3 separate regions of the Mus musculus genome follow, and regions 2 and 3 are each linked to region 1. The links are chromatin contacts, called in public HiChIP or PLAC-seq maps. All regions are on one chromosome and are shown on one strand. The core of a region is the stretch at or near the end of the contact, and the rest is flanking DNA. Distances in the headings are between cores, read along the strand shown.

The links. HiChIP or PLAC-seq counts read pairs in DNA pulled down with a chosen protein or histone mark.
Region 2: a BATF HiChIP or PLAC-seq map of CD8 T cells shows a contact between it and region 1, with 22 read pairs. The contact joins two enhancer-like sites. A contact is called at or near these places in 1 of 15 datasets of contacts at CTCF or cohesin (CD8 T cells), 1 of 484 Hi-C or Micro-C datasets (Th1 cells), 3 of 115 datasets of contacts at active chromatin or transcription factors (CD8 T cells, effector CD8 T cells and memory CD8 T cells) and 1 of 9 other capture datasets (adipose tissue).
Region 3: a contact with region 1 is called in a BATF HiChIP or PLAC-seq map of CD8 T cells, with 33 read pairs. The contact joins two enhancer-like sites. A contact is called at or near these places in 1 of 15 datasets of contacts at CTCF or cohesin (CD8 T cells), 7 of 484 Hi-C or Micro-C datasets (B cells, the C2C12 cell line, cerebral cortex and 2 more), 3 of 115 datasets of contacts at active chromatin or transcription factors (CD8 T cells, bone marrow-derived macrophages and effector CD8 T cells) and 3 of 9 other capture datasets (adipose tissue, liver and pancreatic islet).

What each region holds. Positions count from the first base shown.
Region 1 is chr13:45,874,330-45,879,190 of GRCm38.p6, forward strand. The region is part of intron 2 of Atxn1 (ataxin 1); the gene reads right to left. Among named protein-coding and RNA genes, the nearest start is that of Atxn1, 88 kb to the right of the region's middle. Within about 2 kb of position 2,227, at least 24 of the 459 cell types and tissues checked have an H3K27ac peak or open chromatin away from gene starts, as enhancers often do. A contact at or near this core is called in CD8 T cells, Th1 cells, memory CD8 T cells and 1 more, where this site is marked.
Region 2 is chr13:45,647,274-45,652,134 of GRCm38.p6, forward strand. The region is part of intron 6 of Atxn1 (ataxin 1); the gene reads right to left. Among named protein-coding and RNA genes, the nearest start is that of Gm34582, 120 kb to the left of the region's middle. Within about 2 kb of position 2,083, at least 34 of the 459 cell types and tissues checked have an H3K27ac peak or open chromatin away from gene starts, as enhancers often do. A contact at or near this core is called in CD8 T cells, Th1 cells and memory CD8 T cells, where this site is marked.
Region 3 is chr13:45,684,266-45,689,126 of GRCm38.p6, forward strand. The region is part of intron 6 of Atxn1 (ataxin 1); the gene reads right to left. Among named protein-coding and RNA genes, the nearest start is that of Gm34582, 160 kb to the left of the region's middle. Within about 2 kb of position 2,171, at least 23 of the 459 cell types and tissues checked have an H3K27ac peak or open chromatin away from gene starts, as enhancers often do. A contact at or near this core is called in CD8 T cells and regulatory T cells, where this site is marked.

The sequences.
Region 1 (4,861 bases), core at 977-3,476:
CTTAGTCAGGGACACACCAATAAACAAACCAAGTGGCATGAATCAAGGACACTGTGGACGAGCTCTGAGGACCGAAGAGACAGGAGCTTAGCTTACAGGCAGAGAGGTTGCTGATGGAAAGTAGGCTTCAACTCTCTGTGCTTGGGTGGGCGGAGGGGGGGTGGGTAGCTTTCTGTTTTCACCCCACCCCCTCCAGAATGAATACAATGTTTATACTCTATCGAGATAAGTGTGCTATTAAAAATAACAAAAAAGAGAGACTATCTTAACATGCCAATTGTTTTAGATTTACAGTTGTTAATTAGTCATTTACTTTGTGTGCCAGCGGGCTGTGCACACCTCAGAGTGAGTGTGTAGCCATCAGGGAGTTGGCCCTCTTCTTCCACCATATGAATCCCGGGGACTGAACTCCAGCCATCAGGCTTGGAGGAAGGGCTTTCACACACTGAGCCTTCTTGCTGGTTGCCACGCTAGCTTTGTACTACAGATGCTACATTTTTTTCAGTCCTCGGCCTGTTTCTTTTCTGCGTTCATCCTTGGGTTCTATGCTTCTTTTCTTATCATCTCTGCACTGAGAAATGAGGGTACCAGACCATATTCATTTTGCCTGTGTGGCGTGGGCCTTACCTCGCTCCTGGGAGCGTGTGTCGCTTATGAAGCAGTCCGGTGAAGGTTGCCCTCCGTGTAATTTTAGTATGAGTGTTCATCCTTTTAAGCCGTTTCTTCTCTTGAAGCAACTGAATACTTGCCCATGTTTGCTTTTCATTGGATGACTGGTAAAGTGAGCAAGATACAATTGCTGGGGTTCTGAGAAGACTGTCTATAACATCCTTACCACTCTCAATCAGGTCTGGCTTTGTCAATTCTCACACCTGCTTTCTGTGTATACCCCTGTACTTTAGATTTGCTGCACGATTTTTTTTTAAAAGCCCCCTGGTTGTTTAAAAAGCATCTGGAATACCAGAATGCGATCTTTTTTTCTTTTACCTTTTGTCAGTGGCTAGATGCCCAAGAAGACCTGTTCCTCCAGCTACACTCCTTGGCCCTAAATTCTAACAACCATCTCACGTGCATTTGACTCCTGCCACTTGCTTCAACAGTAGAGAAGACGGCGCTTCCTTCACTGAAGAGAGTCACCAAATGTGCCAGCCAGGCATGGTGAAGGTAAAGCCAATGCATAAAAGCCATGGAGTTAAAACATAGCATAACTTAGAAGAGAGATGCCCAGGGCCCAGAGCCGCAGAGGCAACCACAGTCACGGTTCTCAGTCCCATTCTTTTTTACGTTCTCGGGTCTCGAGTTTAAGGTCTTTGATCTAGAGATAATGCACACATCTCTATCAATGTGAAATTCTTAGACTAATGAGACAGTTCAGTGGATGGATAAGGCAATGTCAGCAGAAGTAAGGCGATCTGAAGTCATACCTTACACATGAGCCAGATGCAGCAGTGAGCAACTGCAGTCCCTGCGAGCCCAGAGTCATGTACATCTGCTTGTACTCCCATGGTAGTGTGCATCTGCAGTCCCTGCACTCCCACACTGAGATGGGAGGCAGAGGCTGGAGGATTCTCAGAAGCCCGTTGGCTGGCTAGCCTGGTATACACAGTAGCAAACAAGATAGACCCAGTCTCAAACAATGTGGGAGGTGAAGACTCAGACTGTAGGCTGGCTTCAGGAAGCTCCACACTTGCCCACACTCTCACACACACCAACAGGCACATTGAATACTCATGCACATACAAACAGATACACAACATAAAGAAGTTGCAAGCAAGCACCGAAGATCTTTTTTAGGCAAATCTTGTTTCAAACACTTTCAACCAATGCCAAGTGTTTCTGCTCTGACAATCGCTATTGTAACGGTCTCTTGGGCTGCCTTTTAAGACAAACAAGCTTCTTTCTTCTTTACAGATGGCTGGCTGGGCTGGGCTCAGAGAGAACCTGGCTGTCTTTTGGCAGGGGCTCTTTCCCAGCTCAAAGTAAAAAACTAAAGATGGAAAACTGAATAGGAGCCTAGAGGACCAAGTTCAGGCAGATCAAAGGCTACTTTAGTTATTTTTATAAAGAGAGATATATAGTTAGCACACTAGCAATTTTCTTATTGAATATAAGTAGACCCCATTACTTTACAAGTGCAGGCAACACACACACACACACACACACACACACACACCATAGGAAGCCAGGTGGTGGCAATGCCTGTAATCTTAGCACATGAGAGGCAGAAGCAGGAAAACCACAAATTCAAGGCCAGCCTGTTGTATTTGTGAAGTTCCAGGCTGACAAGGGCTACATAGTGAGACCTGCCACAAAATAAAAACAATAAAAATTCTGGCATATGGTGGTGGGAGCATAAACAATTGCATTATGGAAATCGGTGTGGACGTTTCTCAAAAAACTACAACTAGAACCTACTGTGTGACCCTGCTATGCCACTACTGCGCCGACACCCAAAGGGCCCTACATCTTTTCAGAGATACTTACAGTTCATGTTTGCTGTTCTTCTATTTGTAATAATAAGGAAATAAAATCAGCCTAGTTGTCTGCCAACAGATGAATGGGCAAGAAGAGTTCATGTACACAGTGAAATTTTATTCAGTCATAAAGAAATATGGAACTTATAGAAAAATGTATGGAACTGGGAAATATCATGTTAAACAAGGTCACCCAGGCCTAAAAAAGGCAAATATCACATATTCTTTCTCATAGGTGTTCCCTAGCTTCTAGTATTCACATATAGCCCATTATGTAGGCATGAGCATGGGCGGAGGTCATGGAACTTGAAAGAGGCCCATGAGAGCAAAGAAGATGCTTTCAGGAAGGGGCGTGGGGGTAACCAAATAGACACGACATGAAAATGAAAACAGAGAATACTGGGGGCAGAAGGTGCAAGCGGGAGGGGAAAGGAAACGGGGGAGGGAAGGTGTAGGGGGACCAGAGAGTCCATATGAACATGCCACCAGGACACTCATTACTTCATCTGCTTATTGAAAATTCAGAACTAATCTACCAAAAGGAAAAGGAAAAAAACCAGGAAGGAAAGGAAGATGGACAGATGGAAGAACAGGGCAGAAGAAAGGAGAGATAGTTAGGAAAGAATGGATGGAGAGGGTAAGGAAACAGGGAAGAGAACAAGGGAGATGAAGGAGGAGGGAGGGGAGGGAGAAAATGAAGGAGGGAGGGAAGGAAGTGGGAAATGGAGGAAGGAGAGGGGAGAAGAGAAAGAAGGGAGGGGAAGGAGGAAGAAAGAGAGGAGAAAAGGGGAAATGGAGGAAAGAAGAAAAGAGGGAGGGGAAGGGAAGGGGAGAGGAGGGAAGAGAAAGGCAGTTAGGCTCTAAAGTTTTGAAAAAGTCAATTATCGTCCAAGTTCACTTTGAAACACCCTCAGTTTCCCTATAAACATTGCAAACATGAGTCTGTGTACACAACACAACAGCTTTTGCATAGTAAGGTCTGAGGACTACTAGCTCAGACTACTAGCTCAACTGTGGAGAACTGAGAGGGATCTGACTTGTAAAAGTGCAGATACTCAGCCCTCTCTCCATTGCAGTGCTGTGCTGGGGCCACAGCTTCCAACCCAGGGAATAAGTAAAGAACTGTAAAGTGCTGTGAACCAGCAAGCTCACCTCCATTCTCTACCCAATCTTAAACTGCTTTTCATTTATTTTAATTCCTTTGCTTTAATGCTGGGGATCGAACTAGTCAACCACTCTGAACTAGTCAACCATTCTTATCCCTGAGCTATACCCCTAGCCTTTAAGCTTTTATATAAAGCAAACAAACAAACTTTAGTGAAGAGTAAGTTGTAGTTAAGAGAATCATATCAGGGGCTTTTACTGCTTTTCATTTATTTTAATTCCTTTGCTTTAATGCTGGGGATCGAACTAGTCAACCACTCTGAACTAGTCAACCATTCTTATCCCTGAGCTATACCCCTAGCCATTAAGCTTTTATATAAAGCAAACAAACAAACTTTAGTGAAGAGTAAGTTGTAGTTAAGAGAATCATATCAGGGGCTAGTCAAAAACAATCTATAGATATGAAAGGGACAGAAGGGAGGGAGAGGGGATGTGGGAGGGTTAAGTGAGGATAGATGGGCAGAATAGAGGAGAGGCTTAGGAAAGGAGCTATGCTATGGATTTTTGAAAACCCCATATGGAAACCATCTTATAAGCTCTGCACACAAAGAGAGACAGACACAGAAAGACATGGGGGGGGGGGAGAAGGAGGGGAAGAAGGAGGGAGAATTAGTTCTACTGGAGTTATCCTACAAAAGGAATTATGTCTCCCCAAGAAGTCATGGGTTGTCAAACAAAAAGCAAGAGTCAGGTGTGGGGTACTTACCCTCAAAGCATTGGTCAGAGGTGTCCCTGAGATCCCACCCCCAAACAGTGCAGGCTCTCACCACAGCTCTTGGTTGCCTACCAGAACTTGATGGCAAGAACCTGTTACTGAAAACACCACACTCATTGGTCACAAGACTTTGAGAAATCAGTTGTTACTGACCAGAAAGCGTTCTCCCTGATAGCTATAACAATCATAGTACCAGAAGATACGACAAAGGCACCTGGGGAAAGTTCTCTGTAGTCTTACCCAGAGGCAAATCATGTGACGTTTAATAATGACTGGAATAGCAAGGTGTGCCGATGGATCCAAGAGGGCACAAATGTCATGACAGTGATCGGCTATTATCTGATTGGATTTAAGGCCTACTCCCTGGGAGAAAAATTAGGCCTGGTACTGAAAATCTGGCTAGGAAGCTCACAGGGACCTGAGGGTCAACCTACTTCTGTTATTAAATGGACATAGCATCAAACCAACTTCTAAATTCATCTCTCTGGACCCACAGATCAGCGCAGCC
Region 2 (4,861 bases), core at 833-3,332, 230 kb before region 1:
ATAATGAGGCTTTGAGAGTATAACCAATCAGATGTGAGACATGCAAATGAGGTATGATAATGAGGTTCTGTAAGGTACTGAGAGAGAGTAACCAATCAGATGTGAGACATGCAAATGAGGTATGATAATGAGGTTCTGTAAGGTACTGAGAGAGAGTAACCAATCAGATGTGAGACATGCAAATGAGGTATGATAATGAGGCTCTGTGAGGTACAGAGAGAGAGTAGCCAATCAGATGAGGAACATGCAAATGAGGCGTAGTGCATAACCAATCCGGGTGTGAGACACGCCTCTCCTAGGCCTATATAAGCAGCACCAGTTCTGGGCTCGGGGTCTTTTTGTCTCTACAATCAAGCTCTCCCAATAAACGTGTGCAGAAGGATCCTGTTGCAGCGTCGTTCTTCCTGGCCAGTTGAGTGCGCGCAAGAGTTCAGGGATGACCTCTTTGCATTGGATAACCACGAAGGGAACTCTCATCCCCGAGACAGGCCATTTCTCCCTCTCCAGCAGGCATTAGTTGCCTATAGCCCTTTGTGTAGGGCTGGGACCCTGGGAAAATGTTCTCCTTCTATGTCAGCATATCTATTGAGATCACCATAGTTTTGGAGTTCTTACTAACATCCATTTCTAAGGGAAGACTGTTTTGCACCGGATTTCCCCATGTTCTGCCTCTTCTGGTCTTTCCATGGGGGTGGGCTTTGGCAGCTCGAGGGCTCGCTTGCAGATTGTTCTCCCTTCTTCATACTTATAGTTCAAGATGTTAGCCCGCAGCCCGCTGCTCCAGCCACCATTTCTGTAGCTTGGCTGCCAGGCTTCCCCAGCATCCCAGCCTATCTCTCTCTAGAATCCTGAGCACAAATAAACTCTTCCCTCCACAAGTTTCTTTGGTCATGGTAATTTATAAGAGCAACAGAGAAGTAACCAATATGGGGTCTCACATAGCATAGGTCGAGTTTGAACTCACTCTGTAGCTTAGGATGACCAAGAACTTCTGATCCCCCTGCCCCTACTTCATAAAAGCAATAATTACAGACATGTGCTACCATGCCTGGTTTATGCAGTGTTGGGGCTCATGGACCCACTGCATAGAACATACAAGGCAAGCACTCTCTCAACTCAGCTCCAGCCCCAGCCCAGGGACAACATTTTAAATAAAAGCTAGAATGTGCTTACTGTCTGTTTCATTTAAGAGGCTGAAGACGGGGGAGCCAATAAAGCGGTTCAGTGGGTAAAGGAGCTAGCTCACTATCAAGACTGGCAACCTGAGTCTGCTCCTTAGACCTCACATGGTAGAAGGAGAGTACCAGGTCGCTCTCAGTGTGCCTAGATTTCTACTTGTACATCACAGCAGGTGCATGCAAGCACACACATACAGTAGATAGATAGATAGATAGATAGATAGATAGATAGATAGATAGACAGACAGACAGACAGATAGGCAAATGTATTGTAATGAAAAAAATATTGAGGATGGAGGTGAGACACAACTTTATAAAATTTGCATATGTTCATTAAAAATAGCTCAGCTACTTTAATACAGAGAATCAGAAGGATAAGTTGGGAAGTGATGCTGGTATTCTGCTTCTGTCTACACAGCCAGCCTAGACTCAAACCTTCAGGAACAAACAGGTTTCTCTGCCTAAAATGGATGAAGTCAGAACCAAACCATCCACATCTCCAAGTATCCCCAAGCCAGCTCTCATCTGGATTCACCGTGACGAGGCTTTACCCGAAGATCTGAAGAAAGTATTAGAAAGCGAGAAAACAGACATTACTTTGGGGAAGCTGGGAGACGGTTTTATAATCCAACTTGTCGCTAGATAGAATGGCCCATAAAAATAACATGGGGGACTATTACCTGACAACAGAACATATGAAATCTGTGTCCGTCTCTCTGTCACTCTGCCTCTGTCTGTCCCTCTCTCCACTCCTCCCTCCCTCCTAATTTAATTAAATATTTAAGCTGCTAAGAGACAAAAAGCCCCTCCGGTTTCACATCTGATGTCCCCTTGTGACACTGGCTTACGTGTGATATGATCACATTTCCTGACTTGTGGCAGGAAACACTGATTGTGGGCCAGCACTCTCCTTTTTGAGTCACACGTGAACCCCTGAGGTTACCAGCTGGAACACAGTAGATGCCACCTTGGATTATGAGGTCCCTCCAACTCAAGCTGCCCTGGTCTTTCTGTTTGAGGGTTTTCTCTCATACAGTGAGAAATACAAGTTCACACCTATCACAGGGTGAGGCTGTTCAAACTGAAACCAAGGAACCAGCCCCACTGAATCATCCACTGTCACTTTAACAGTAGCAAGGACACTGAAGGGAGCCAAGGAGCTGCTTACATTTGCATCTGGCCCCTCCCACTTTGGACGAAGGATGACTAAAATATGTAATTTTTGAATAGTGGGTTGCTTCAGCTCTGTGACTGGGAGCTGGAAGCAAATGTACTCTGACATTTTAGGCTCCAGTCTTTCCTGTTTCTCTCAATGGGAATATTTTCAAAAATATCTTAAATGTAGAATTAAACTCTGGGCTGCCTCCTTCTCCACAGGGTTAGACTTAGGCTCAAGGGTGAGGGCAAGACATGGGGACACAGCTTGGCATTTGTTGTGGGATGATACCCATTCACACACTTTCACACTTGTGGGAGGTAAGTGCAATTGCAGATAGGTGTGCAGAGGAGAGTGTGCATGTATATGTAAGGATTAGGACATACACACACACATATCATATGGGCGCACAGAGAGATGTATATAACCCATAAACATGAGAAACATATGTAGGCACATGTAGGCATGAGTGCACACACCTGGGTATGGTTGTGAGCATTCTATATCATTAGAGTAAATGCGTGTTTGTAGTACGCATGTGTCCAAATGTATGGGGTGAATTGCAATATTCTATCATGCAGGGGTGAATATATACACATATGCACACATGAGAGAATATACATCTATGCGGTTGTGAATGTATCCTTATGTGTGAGCACGCAAAAAACAAAAAACAAAAAACCCACCACCAGGATTTGAGAATACATGGGCACAGGCAGGGATGTGTATACATGCACATATGGGAAGTGTGGGTGCTGTGTTCACACAGAGTAGCTGAATGCATGCAGGCACATTCCTGAATACTAAGTGCATAGTAATCAGGACAACCGCAACTCTGAAAAATGAAAATCACCCACAGTAAAGTCCCAAGCAGATGTTTTTTTCCTGTGGCAGTAAACACAGAAAACAAGGCAGGTGGGTGGAGTTAGACATTTAAGCCCACTTCATAGCCATGGTACTTTTATTTAACACATTGATGCAATACCTAATATGCTAACACCCATTGCAAAAAACAGTCCCGAAAAGGATGTTCAACGGTTTAATTTAAAGTACTGGTGTGAGTTTTATCTTTGTGTGCTGAACCAATGGTGGCTGAAGCATCTTCGTTTTTTTTTTTTGTTTGTTTGTTTTTTTGTTTTTTCCCCTTCTGAGTTAGAGAACAGCAGCCCCGGTGTACTGCTGACGGCTATCCTTTTGAAGTTCCAGAGACAGTTGGGTAGACTGCCTCAACAAAAACAAAAAAAAAAAAAAAGAAAAAAAAAAAAAGAAAAAAAAATCAGACACTCAGAGAGTTCAGTGACAGACTATGCGAAGGTTCTCAGCAACACAGGTTTGGGGGATGGTGCTGGAGTGGAACACCTCGTAAGGGTGACACCCCGAAGCTCACTCTTTCCTTTCTGCCTGCCATGATGCATGTCTGCCTTCCTACCCCTAATGCCTCCATGGCTTCCAAGAGTCTTTGCCTGAAGGGTATGGCCATTCCCAGGGCAGCTTTAATTGCTTTTTAGGAGCCTCACTACTATTTCTCTGGACCAGTTTGTGCTTTCTTAAAGATGCTTGGACAACAAGCTTCTGGAGACTCGCTGACCCTGGCAATTTGGTGATGGCGAATCCTACCGCACATCTGCAGGAACACTTCTCTAAGAGGTTAATTGGCAGCCAGAGGAATAGGTCCTGCCCATGGCTCAGGAACTTGAGCACAGCCCAGGAATCATCCAAGAAGGCACTGTCTCTCATTATGAAGACCCCTTGGCCAGTTCTTCTCCTCCCAGGACAGCCTTACAGGTTGGGAAAATGTATTTTCCTGGGGAAATGTGGTCTAATTTTAGTTTTATGTTTTCACAAGTCAGAAGGCAACCAAGAATGTTGCCAATATATTACTGAAAAGTATTTTTCAATACGGTGCTTTAAAAAAAAAAAAAAAAGTATCACTCAAGATGGTTGATCTGAGTCAGACAAGAAATTCTGGAGACCGAATTCTAAAATACACTTGAACAAAAAAGTCAATTGGGGGGATGCTTGTAACCCCACACCAAGCTCTAGAAATCACAGTTTACTTCTTAGCCTCTCCTTCTGAAAACCGAAGAGCTGCATCTGGCCTATGCCTTTGCAAGTCTGAGCTGAACGGTCCTGAAAACCCTGTCATTTTGCATCAGTCGATCTCTCACTACTTCAGCAGCGCAGCAGCCTGTCTGTCTCTTACTAAGCAAGCTCTCATCACCTGTCAGTCATGGCTCCTGCTGTTCTGAACACTCAGGAGAGATGAATGAAGGTGCGGCTGAGTCTTCAGTCTCATCTCCCTGCAGCCACTCCTCCATACTACCACCCGTGATGCTGTTGAAGAATTGAGCCCAGTGATGTCATTCCGAGGTTTGCTAGCTCCAAATACCCTGGCTACCAAGGGCTCTCAGATATTCTCTAACCTGAGAAAGCAGTGGTGTTTTCCCCCAATGTGGGCTTTGTGGTACACGTGCAAATTTGCACTTGCTGCGTTCCTGGCTGGGGAGTTGCTCATCAGAAGGATGGA
Region 3 (4,861 bases), core at 921-3,420, 190 kb before region 1:
ACAAATTGTCTTGTTTCCTGGTGTTCTCTCGGCTCTCTGCAGCCAAGAGGGCTTCAGCAGAGGATGTCTGGGGTGTGATGCATGTGTGTATGTACCTGTGTGTACATGAGAGAAGGGAGAATTCACTGTTGTCATACCCAGAGAATGTGCATCAGAAAGGTGAGAGATCCACATGCTCTCAATAGATCCTCATGCCTATCTTCCTTTGTAAGACACAGGCAATACTCAATGGGCATTCATCGATCTCACGCCGGTCTGTCAAATTACGATGACTGCCCCATACACTAATCAAGGAGGCCATCAAGAGTGGCTCTGCACACAGACTCACTCTTTCAGACTTAAAAATATGTCACCTTCCAAGGAAGCAAGCGCCAGGAGGTACATAGTAGGGTCCCAGAACTAAAGGAAGCAGACTGGATGGGCAAGTGAAGACTACGAGCTAGCTCAGTGTAACAACACACAGGCAGCAGACTCCATTCGCTGGCCCCATCTTCCAATAACAAGATCCCATGTCCCTCTGCACTGATCCATGCCCTCTGGAACAGCGTGTCCAGTCACTAACATCATATGTGAAGTGTCACACAAGGTTACATGTTTAAACAGCGACAGGAAGCACAAAGGTGGCAGTTTCTCCACTCCCCTCCAGTGCCAAGCTCCTTTATTCCCCCTGGCCTTGGTTCCACACGCTGTTCTGAGTGCCAGAAGAGAGTGAGCGTGACAAACCCTTTCTTCCTTTTGGTATAGAGGGCAATGAGTCAATGCTTATGCATCGGGCCTGCTATTAAAGCAAATAAGCAGACTCAGGCATTCCAAGCCATTCCTGCTTTTTCTTTCCAGTTCACTTGAGCATGAAGCTCTCCATATTTGGGCACTTGAAATTAGGAGTGGGATTTACCCCTTATCACATGTTTCTTTATCAGTTCTCTACAAGAGGTTTTCACTGAGACTCTCTGATTAAAAAAAAAAAAAAAGTCTAAAATGCTTGCTATGTTACTCAGCAGTCAAGGATGCCTGTGGGCTGGGATCGCACCCAGGGACTTTTCAGACTCTGGTGTTGATGGGGCACCCATTCAGCCAGCAGCATATAGAGGGGCTGAGCCTCCAGCCACCCCTTATACTCACTATCCCCTGCCCCTGGAGCATGCAAGGTTCCCATTAGTGACCACAAGATAAAGACCGACCCGTCTCACCCGATGATCTTTCTAACAGGCTTTTCAAGCAAGCGGCAAAACATCTGAATCTGAGTTAATCAAGTGGCCTGCCCCATCCTAGAGGACCATATCCAGGCCCTAGGGCTCCGTGGCTTCTCTCATAGTAAACACTGAGACCTAAGTGGGAATAAAGAGAAAGCAGGAGGCGCAGGCCATTTGCAGGGCTCTAAATTTCCTCTTTTTAAGCAGAAAAAAAAAATCCCACAAAGAAATAGGGTGAATTGTGCACTTCACGCACATGTAGGGGCCTTCCCAGTTTTCTCCATCACATTTTAAACACTGGAGTTATAACGCAGAGAGCTGAGAAAGAGCCTGCAATTCCCACCCACCCAGCATCACGCAAGTTTCAGAGTCCCTGACTATACTTATAGAAACCACAGGTTATTCTCACTCTCACTTTTGAATTTGAATTTAGTGAAATGAAACACTCATTTCCATTCTAGTATGCTTAAGAGCTAACACTGAAATGTATATTATGGGTCATATTTGGAAATGAGTGGGTGAGCACTGGTCCAATCCAAGTTTAGAGAGGTTTTTGAGAAAGAGAGCCCTCAGACCACCTGGGGCACGTTGCCTATTTTGAGCTTAAGAGGGAAAAGTGTGTTGAAAGGAGAAGGGTGGTCTGCTGGACTGACCCGTGACAATAATAATGCAGGCAGTCACATTCGAAGAGCATCTTTGAGCCATTAGTCCCTTGGGTTCTGTTGACAATCTATAGTCAACAAGGGTCTGTGGGATTCAGTAAGAGCTGGGCCAAGCCCCTCCCCCATGCTCAGCACTTCCCCTTGAAGCAGACAGTGGGCAGGTCTGGAGCTTGCTGCTCTCTGCTGTGCCTTTAGAAACCCCCAACCTCTCTTCTGGTTGTATTGTTTCAAACGTGCTTGTGAGCTCTGCACCACCTCTGAGTCTTGCTCATCCTGTTTGCCCTTAGCTATCCTTGGGCTGTCTTCCTGGGGATGATGTTAAGTGCTTTTAGGCTTTGTGTTGCTAGGTACCCTACCAATCATGTCAGCATCCTGTGTAAAAGCTTTAAGTGGCTACTCGTCTGTATTTGCGAAATGTTTCAAGCCAGGTGTGGTGGTTCAGGCCTGAAACACTAGCATTTGTGAGGTGAAGGCAGAAGAATTGCCAAAATTTTAGGCCAGCCTGATCTACACAGGGGAAAAGTTGAGCTCTGGGCAAGCCAGGGCTATAGAGCAAGACCCTGTCTCAAATACATACATACACAGGTTCATAGATACATATATCTCCTCTGACATTTCTCACATGCTTTTGTCTAGCCATTCCTGAACTCTTGGAGTTTTCCCAGCATGCTGTGTCCTCTTGCATTGAGCTTTGTACATGTTGTTTTCTGTGTGAGTAGAGCCAGAGAAAGCTAGATCCCCTGAGTTGAACCTACTAGGTAATTGGCTCTTTGTGGCCAAAGAGAAATTAACAAATGTGAAAGAACACATGAGTGAGATTTTTCTCTCTTTTACTACTCTTACGACGCCTGGGATTGCAGTATGGAGAAACTCTATCATACCTGAGCATGGTGTCTTACCACCTGCCACCCTAGCACTTGAGTAGTCGAGGCAGAAGGATTGCTATGGATTCCGGGCCAGCCTGGGCTACAGAGTAAGACATCATCTCAGAAAATAAATAAGTACGAACACACTCAGGGAAGAATCAGGGAAAGGAGAGGGAGGAGTGGGTAAGCAGAAGCTCTGACGAGCTTACCAGAGGATAAGAGACATCAGAGTTAAAACAAGCTGGGTAAACTGAAGGTCCCTTATCCCTAGAGCCTGTGAAACTTTCCAGCAACCATTCCCATAATACGCCTCAGCCGAGCTAGCACAGTGACCTGCAGAATCGCAGTACAGTTATGTTTGTACGGCACAACACATTGGAATCACTTGTTACACTGTATATGCTGACTGCTACACCCTAGTGATATGGTTGACACCCAATCATACCTCAGGTATGAGGATAAAGGCTTGATCCCAGAAAATGTTACACTGGTTTGTATCCACAGGATGCTGAAGGTAGCTCATGGTATAAAGAGTTGCTTATTTTCTTATTTCCATCCCTAGTGATTGAAAACTCCTTAGCTGTTGTGAATGCCCAGCGTTTGCAAATACTCAGTCAATATCTGCTAGAGTAAGACCAAAGAATACAGATCTTTGTCTTCGGGCTTTCTCCTGTCTTTAATGTCAGAGCATCGATTTTAGACATTATTTTTTTTTTCTATACTGCTACCTCGATCTGTTAATGATGTCACATGTATCGTCACATGCTTCCGTTTCACAGGTCCACTCATACTGATAGCTACTGGGAATCTCCCTGTGCTTTATATAGGTAAAGCTCTCACATCTCTTCCCTATACCTTTCAATTTGACTCATACCAAAAATTCACCTAAAATTCCAAGTGTCCTCAGCTTCCACACACAGATAGTTCTGGCAGGTCCTCTCACTCCTGGGCTGCCGAGAGCCCGCTGTATCTGATGCTGTAGGATGGTAGTGGTCATTGTCTTCGGAAGACAAGGAAACAAAGCAATACGCAGGCAGCTCATTTGTGGTCTCGAAGAAAGAAGGGGTGGGAAGGGAACTCTAACTACACAATCTTGGACTGATACCCTTCCCGTGAGATGGAATTCAGGGCATCTTATCCTCAGTTATTTAATTCATGTAACCCACGTGGTCTATAATGAGGGCTTGAAAAAGAAGAGGTGACAGGCTTATTCTAAAGGGGCCTCCATCTACTGTGTATGTAGATAGGCTGTGAAATGTATAAAGCCTGAGGTTTCTGAGACTTAAGTTGGTTATCACTGACCTCACCACATTTCTTAAACAAACAAACAAACAAACAAAACCAAACAACCACCAGGGTCAGCAAGTGGCCCAGCAGGTAAAGATGCTTGCTGTCAATCTGGATGACCTCTGTTCAGTCCCTAAAACTTACATTGTAGAGGGAGAGAATGGATTCCCCATATCTCTCTCTCTCTCTCTCTCTCTCTCTCTCTCTCTCTCTCTCTCTCTCTCTCTCCCTCCCTCCCCCCCCTCTCTCACACACACATACATGCGTGCGCTCACGTAATTTAAATAAGGCGCTATCATCAAATCTGGATATTGTTGTCTTCTAACTGAAATGTCACTCACAGTCATTGTATTTCTGGATCATGTCAACATGAAGGAGCTGTCTTTATGCTAGTGAGCTATTAATGATAATGAGTACTTACACAAAGTATGCAATTAGGAATTATAGAATCATCTTTAAAAACCACCCCCTTCTATAGTACAGAACTGCACTTTAGGAGATATTATTATTCCAGGTACACAAAGTGTCTTCTATTATGCTAATCATTTAGAATAATGAGTAAGCTGTGCAGGCTACACACTGTCTAACAAACCTGCTTTAGTTGACCTCTCCTGTGCTCGTTTTGAAATGGGGTCTCATGGAGCCCAGTCTGGTTGGTCTTCAACCCACTTGGGATCTTCCTGGTGCTACTGCCTAAGTCCTGGGATTACAGACCTGTGCTTCCATGCCTTTCAGTGAAACACTGCTGGGGATGAAACTTGGGGCTTTTACATGCTAAAAAAAAAAAAAAAAAAAAAAAAAGCTTTCCACCAGCTGAGCTACCTCCCAGCCTGTGATTTTACTTCACAGGAGA